Linked DNA regions of Gossypium arboreum: region 1 is linked to region 2. A link is a contact called in public Hi-C data. All regions are on one chromosome and are shown on one strand. Each heading gives the region's core, a stretch centred on a gene start, on an enhancer-like site or on the middle of the called end of the contact. The rest is flanking DNA. Distances are from core to core; before and after follow the strand shown. Region 1 holds the start of LOC108480942. Region 2 holds the start of LOC108484584.

Region 1 (3,940 bases), core at 238-2,737, 250 kb before region 2:
AAATAATTTGGCTTTTAGGGTTATACCATTTTTTTACGTCAACAGGTCCAATCCTGCACTGTTTGTTAACATCATGACGGGCTTTACAAGAGTAAACGACCAGCCATCATCTAATTTTTCGACACTAATAAGGGGGCCTTAATGGCCCAAATCCCGTCATCAGCCCTCCCCCCAATTTCCCTTGAACATTTCTGCTACTACCAAACAATAGCTCTCGCCATTTCCACTCTCTCTACTCGCAGTCCCAGTGAGCACAGCAATGCCGGCTCCAGGAGATTACTAGGACCCTGCCAGGCCCCTCACTGATTGCAATACGAAATGAAGAAAAATGTATTAGAAGAAACCATATGCACCATGAGATTTAAGCAAAAACATGAAGAATAAAGCTGATTTTGGGTCAAGGGAAGCTGGAAGAATCAACACAGTACACCAGTATTATTAAGTTCCCAATAATCCTTCAATACCTCGACATGCATGAGCACCTAAAAGGACCAATGAGAAATATCTTTCATCGAATTCACATTTAATTTGCGATAATCTACCAAATTGACAAACTAAAAATAAAAAGAACAGAGTCGTAGTGCTTCAAGCAAAACTAGCTTCTCCTATCGCCTTTTAAGCTAGTATCAACCCGAATACTACTAAATACAAGCATCATTGGCAACGGAAAAGCGTCTGGTTAGGCGTGCTGCGGCATGTTCCGAGACCAACCCTTGAATCATCAGAGTCTTCACTTCCCATGCCGAGTAAGGGAACCCTTTCCTCGCATACGAGTTCAGCAATGCAGCACTCGCCTGCTTCAGCAGCTCATTGAACACGTTCCCTTCTTCATTCACAGCCCTTGATTCCAACAATGTCATATCCGATCTGTACCGCTCACTCGCTCTCGACCCGAACACGTTCGATACCGTTGATCCCTGTGGGACCATCCTTGGCCACGCCTCTCTCCTGCTGCTCCAGAACCTGCGGATAAGTAAAGCTCTCAACATTTCGCATCCCCCCAACTCAACTCGGTGCCATAACTCACCGAGACAATATTAAAAGAAAACACTTTCTTAAAAACTGTTTGGTTTCTGGGTAACTGTGAGAAATACCGAAACAGATAAGCATATTGATATTCTTTATGGTTTTAAGAGAGAGAAAGGGCTTACTGAGGAGTGCATTTTTCTCGGGTTCTAGAGTAGAGAAACCCAGAGTGCCGTTTTAGAGTTGTTGAGGTCGTAGTAGATGATGAGACGGCTGCAAAGTAGGTGAGAGTGAGGAAGAGAATGAGTCGACTCAGTACAAGAGATATAGCCATTTTCATAACTTGTTCCAAGGAGTAGATCTAGAAGTGTTCCATTCCAAGGGAGGAACCGAACCGCTGTTTGGGATCTGATGGGTTGGGGTGATTTTTCTTGTTGGGCTGTTCGAAACGTGGTGCAGTGCAGATAACCTGCTCCCTACTTCAAACTTGCTACTTGAGGAACTGTTATTCATATCACGTGGCTACATTTTTCGAGATGGATTATTTTATTAAATTTTCTTTTGGACATGTTTGGCCTTAATCTTCCTAATATTTTACTGTTATTTAGCACGATTAAAAATACAAAAATTATATATGTTTTATTAATTGGTACATATGTGACGTAAATGGAAATAATTTTGTAAAAATATATTTATTGAAAGTGTAGGTAAAAATTAAATAAGTGTTTTGTTGAAATAGTAAATTTTAAAAGTTAAATATTATGTAATCAATAATATTGTTTGAGTCGAATTCAATGGGTTGATCAGATTGATCAGAATATCGATTCGAAAAGAGATTTTGAATTAATTGATTTGGGAACTAATAAGGATTAGTTGAATCCATTAAATCAAATTTGTTTATTTTTAGTTTTAGTAATTTTTTAATTGAATCAATTAAATTGATTAGATCGACGAATCAATTAGACGAACAACTACTCGTCGATCATTTAGACTATCAATTCGCTTTTTAAAAAATATTAGTTTTTATTCAAATCTTATTATATAATTTTTATTAATTTTATATGAAATATATAAAATAAAAATATTCTCGTGCTGATTGTGTTTTCAGTTATTTTTATCAATTAGACTATAAGTGAAGTAATGAAAATTTTAGGTACAAATATTTATTAATTTCTGTTGAATTATTAGATGTTTGATTTATTTTAAACAAAAAAATTGTAACTGTTTTATTTAAATATTTTATATAAAAATATGAAAACATCAATTATTATAATAATATTTAGGATTAATATTTGATAGATATACTAATTATTTTATTATAGTTTATGTAGTCTAAAATATTGAGTACTAAATATTTTTTCATAAGTGATTTTTGAATTGTTTGTTAATGCCGACGAATTTGATTGAGTATATAGATTACGAACCCTGTCTATATAAAAGAAAATTACATACCTTGTATAGTTATTAATGAATTGAAAGTCGAAACCCATATCCATATCTTCAATCAGTGTCTAGGAGTTAAATGGTTTTATTGTGGAGAAAGATGGAGGGTAACCTTATCCTTTTGAAATCCCCAAAAATGAAGCACATGACTTCTCGTCGTAGTACATCGTCCACGTGAAGGAAGAATGGCCCAACATTCCTTTTGTTTTTACATGTGTTACCTTGTCCTTCTTCCCCCTCATGTTTTTGGTTAATATTAAAGGTTAAAACATTCTTTACACATTTATTCTAACTAAATTACAGTATTATTCACTAAATTATGGATAAAATTTTTATTTGATAATTTAATTAAAAAATTTACAATTTGGTCACTGAATTATTCAAAAGTTTTTATTAAAATCATTAGGCTGTTAAAATCGGTGCTATATAATTTTCATTGTTCACACTGTTTGCACCAATCGAAAGCTCGCTTTCCCCTTCTCCTCTACAGTTCAATTTTTTTTTTCATAAAACAGCTTTGGACGTCATGGATCTATGAACCAAAATTCAAACAAAATTTTCTCCGAGCTCCAACACTAACTGTCAAGTCGACTTAGATCTAAGGTATGCTCTTCTACTTGTTGATGGGTACTAATCCATCATATCGATCATTGAATCGTTGCTTGAAGCTCATTGTCGGAACTATTTTTTTCTAAAAAAACTTAACAGCCCAATGACTTAAATAAAAAAAACTTTTGAATAGTTCAGTAACTTTAATGAATTTTGAATAGTTTAGTGACCAAATTATAACTTTTTTTTTATAACTAAAAGATCAAAACGAGAACTTCTCATAGTTTAGTGATTAATGGTGTAATTTACCCTATTGTATATTTAAAATTTAATTTTTCAACTTTTATTTCAAAGAATTTCGTCCCTTTATTCTTTGGATTCAAAATGCAAGCCCAATTATTAAATTTGTTAAAACTCTTTTATTAAATTCAGGTTCATTATAATGTCATTTTTCTATCACATAACTACTAAGTGAGTTTTTTTTTTCTTTATTTAGAATGTCATACCAATGAATTTAATAGAAAAATTTTAATCGGTGTTAACAATTGAACATGAATTTTGAAATTTAAAAGTTGAGAGACTAAATTTCAATTGTACAAAAAATACATGGACATAGAACATATTTTAACCAATATTAAATTCTTGTAAATTATAAGTCGTTGTAAATATTTGTTATTCAAAAGGGATGTAGTTAGGTTTTTTTTTAAAAACTAAAAGAAATTGTAGTTAGCTATTCTTATTAAGTAAGTACTTTTTAAAGACTACAATCATAAGTATACTAATCTAATTATAAATATAGGTCCAAACAACTACAAAGCATAATCAAACCAACACAAAGCATAAACAAACGAACAACTTGAATATATTGGACAAAACCCATACATGGTGGAATGAAGACTCACACATGGCAATTGGGCATGGTAGTACTCAATGACCCAACACCTCAATTTTTACCAATAATGTCAAAGCCTCATTAGCTCTT
Region 2 (4,197 bases), core at 599-3,098:
AACTAAAACCATAGATTTCACATTAGGTAAAAGTTCTACTTTTTGATGATTGTGCTGAAAATTCCATGTTCCTCTAACAGTCATTACAGTATGCGAAAGGATTCTCCGGTGTTGGAAGTAGAGCTGGATGTCGATGACATGGTGAAAAATCACAAATCCTAAACTGTTTACACTTTGAAAGTGTGCCTATTTGTCTTTATTACACCTTTTTCCCTCTGTGGGCATCTTTTCAGTTTAACATTGAAATTAAGGAGAGAATAAAGAAAAACAAAGAGGGCTTTTAGGTTCATGTGTTATTCATGAGGATGGTAGTTTGTCCTTACAAGATGTAAAGCAATTGGGGGAATTTCATCATATTATCTTTCCATTTGAAAACCACGAAGGGCTGCCTGACTTATGTTGGATTTTGAGTTTGGATCATATTGAACAATTGCTTTTATAGTTTCTAGTTTGAAAGCTTTGCTGAACTTTTGTGGGAAAAAAGTTGGGACTTGGGTACATCATTATATTTGGTTGTTCAAAGTTGGAGTCATGGTGATCCTTTTTTTTTTTTTTTTTCTGATTACCAGGTTCCTGCCCTCTTTGCGGCTTATTTTCTTTGGGGGAATCTAATCAAATATACTATAGCAATTTTAGGATATAATAAAAAGAAACAATTCCTATGTTGCACATCTAAGAACATGCCATTTGTCACTATAAATGTTTGTCATGAGTAATTATTTATTATATTTAAAAATGTCATTAAAAAGCAATAGTTAACTCAATGAATAAAAGAATATGGTAAGAAACTTTATACATATATTTATGCATATGTATATATATTTATTGTTAAAATAAAAGCACTGACTATATATATGCATATATATATAAAATTAGGCTGATATATACAATAAATTCTTTTGACCATATTTATGCCTGTATATTGTATATGCATATAAGAAACTATTAACCAGAATCAAAAATTATTTTCATATATTGGGACTAGAATCGGGACGTAATTGTAGAAAAAAATATTTGGTTGTTCAAAGTTGGGACTAAAATCGTTAATTTATATCTATAAACCAGAATAAAAAATATTTTCATATAAGAAACTATTAACCGGAATCGTTAATTTATGTATATATTTATACAATAAAAAATTGTTTTCATATATTGGGACTATAATCGGAACATAATTATAGGAAAAAAAATTTGGTTAAATTAATTATTTAGAAATACAGTTCTTAAAAAATCAAATTTTATATCTAATTCTGGTATGTTTCATTATAATATATATATATATATTTCATCAGTTACCATATTTATTTGTGAATAGATAATCCCTTAATTGTAGGCATAGCATAATATATTGTATAAATAGTATTATTTATTGATTCATTTTCCAGTCATTAAAATAGTTTTGAAGGGTGCATTTCTTAAAAGTTAAAATTAAAACTTATATCACAATTACCTATTGGTGGATGCAAAATTAGGTGAATGATAAATTTAAGTGCTAAATTGTATATTTTCCATGTTAAAAGCATTTGACTTCTTAAAGTATTAAAAATACCACTATAAATATTGTGCATTATTCATATAATGAATAATTGTTTTGAAATTTATTTATATGATAAATAAAAATATATTAACTTTAACGTCTACAATTAATAATATAATATCGACAGCATATGGCTATAAATACCTAACTTGCAAAAGATGAAGCCAAAAGTTAAGAATTGTTAAAAAAAAAAAAACAAAAAAAAACAAAGCGTCTACCCTATTTTCTTCTCTAATTTCATATCACCTTTTGTTACGCTAATATTTGAACCATACATTATTAATTTTTTAACATAATTCCTTTACAAACAATGTTCATTAAAATAGTTTTGAATGACGTATTTTTCGGTTACTATTTCTACTTTTTAAATCTGTATATTGCTTTACTTACAGGTTTTAGTTATGGAAGGAAACAATTCTAGAAAATGGCAAAGACAAATGACAAACATACACCAATGGAATTAATCTATGAGCATGTTTAGTTGGCTGTAATACCAACGCATTACAGCTCAATTCAGTAGGCACATCACTAAACCATCACTAAACCATTATTTGGTTGGCTGTAATTGGTTTATTTGGTTGGCTGTAATAAGCTATTATAGCCCTATTCCATACGGGCTTATTCAGGGCAAAAATGTTGTTTACCATTCGGTGGTCTCCCCACAGAATGATGATTCAGGAAATGGGTGGGTAAGAAATTAGCTAAAGCTTTCAATTCTACCCTCGCCATTATCCTTTCTTTCGCACGTCTGAAATCTTTTCCTTTCTTTTTCGTGCTTCTTCCTTCCACTGTAATATCAACAAATTCCCAACTTATCAATTTAAACATTTTTTTAATCCCATTTTCTCCGAACCCCATCTGCATTTTCTCTTCTTCTTCAACTCTTTTTCTCTTCAATATATTGACAAAATTGGAAATTCTTGATAGCTTAATCCATTGAAAAAAGAAATGAAGCATTTTTCGGGTCGTCTCGCAGGATCCAAGAACTATTAAGTTTTAATTCGGACCCAAATTTCAAATGCCCTAAATGTGTACAGGTTTTAAGAGGAAAATGAAATGGGGATTTCAGATAAAACTCTCTTTCGCCTTCTATACGTTCACTATCTAATTAATTTCTAGGAAGGGTTTCTATTTTGCATTTTTGGGTTTTCTTCTTTTACTGGGTATTTTATTTTATTGTCTTGGTTCTGGTTTTAATGCCCTTTGGCTTGCTTAGAAACTCCGTTTGGTGTCTACTAACTTAAACTTACTATCATTTTGGATTCACATGATCTTTGTTTTAGTTTAGTGTATGGTATGGCGTCGAATTATGTAATTTTAGCTGAAGCTGTTAATGCTTTAATGGGCTTTGTGTGCTTAAAACAGTAATTTGTTCGCTGTAAATTATTGATTCTAAACTCTGTTGATCTTTCTAAGGTTTGATATGTATAATATTTTTTTACTATATGTTTCACATATACCATTGATTGAGTCTATAGAATTGATGTTTCATAGTATACATGTTTCCTGGTGTTGGAACCTTGGGTGTTCATTTATACCATTGATTGCATCTGATTTTTTTTTTTTTTTTAATTTCCACCGGTCCTGTTAATTTCTTCTAAGAATGGCTGCAGCCAAAATGCAGAGAACAGAATATTAAAACAAGGGTATTTAGTTGCTTTTATTTTACCACTAACTCTTAATTTCATAATATCTAACCAAGGGCATTTAGTTACTTCTATTTTAGTTTGTGCAGTCCTTAGGTCTGATGTAGAGTTTTAACTTCATTTTTCCAAAGGTATTTAGTTACCATCCTTATCGGAAAGGGGCGTGGCTTGTGGAGTTTCTACATAATGATCTTAATCTAAAGACCCTTATTCTAGATCTGGTATGAAGAATTCTCTAAGTGCTCTTATTCATTTATCGATAATAACAAACCAACTAACATTTCTTTTTAATTTTATGGAGTTTAGGCTGATGGTGAAGAAAGATTGAGGTCACTACTTATACTTTCTTGTTTATCATTTCATGTCAAGGAAAACAAAATTTTTAGAGTTGATGAAAGCAAATATGCGTTTGAAATGAAATGGTTAGAGAAGCTCATATTAAGAATGGTTAACCTGCTTGAAAAAGATGAATTGTGTATATTGAAAAACTATTGAGGTTACCAATGAATTTAAAGAAAGGTGAAGTTTGGTTTTGTGTAGCACTTTTGAGAAATTAAATGCCATATGGTGTTATGGTTAGAATTGTTCATTGTCTACTATTTGTGTATTTGGTTTATGTAATAGGTTTGAATATTTTGTTGAATGTAGGGGTTTGATTTTGAGTAGCCCTTTTTGTTGGGTTCAGATAGAAGCAGCTCTTTGCATGATAATAGGATCATTATTTTGTGGTTTGGATTTTTCCTCTGTCATTGATATTCAACGTTTCACTCAATCATAAAAACATCATATTATGTTTGGCTTTTTGATCATTTTGTAATCATGGAACACCATTGACGTATAATAAGTCACATCGGAATAGTATCCCAAACCACAGAGTAACAACGCTTACTCTTGGATTTTTTGATAGATTGTTCATCAACAGATTGAACATTCACATATTACCCTACAGTGGTGTAATCAAATCCATTCAAATGAATGTCAATGATGCTAAAATCATTGTAATTCAGTGGAAGC

The links. A called contact is a pair of places that touch in the nucleus more often than the background predicts.
Region 1: a Hi-C map of leaf shows a contact between it and region 2, with 4 times the contacts expected there. The contact joins the promoter of LOC108480942 here to the promoter of LOC108484584 in region 2. A contact is called at or near these places in 2 of 5 Hi-C or Micro-C datasets (both in leaf).

Annotation. Positions count from the first base shown.
Region 1 is chr7:66,364,510-66,368,449 of ASM2569848v2, reverse strand. LOC108480942 reads right to left here and starts at 1,487. Exons shown (of 2, transcript XM_017784095.2): 1 at 1,152-1,487; 2 at 409-963. The coding sequence starts at 1,306. The coding sequence ends at 642.
Region 2 is chr7:66,118,085-66,122,281 of ASM2569848v2, reverse strand. LOC108484584 reads left to right here and starts at 1,848. Exons shown (of 4, transcript XM_053030991.1): 1 at 1,848-1,929; 2 at 2,045-2,226; 3 at 3,315-3,404; 4 at 3,490-3,867. The coding sequence starts at 1,848. The coding sequence ends at 3,678. It overlaps LOC108467967, which reads left to right. Exons shown (of 5, transcript XM_017768815.2): 5 at 81-552. The coding sequence ends at 162.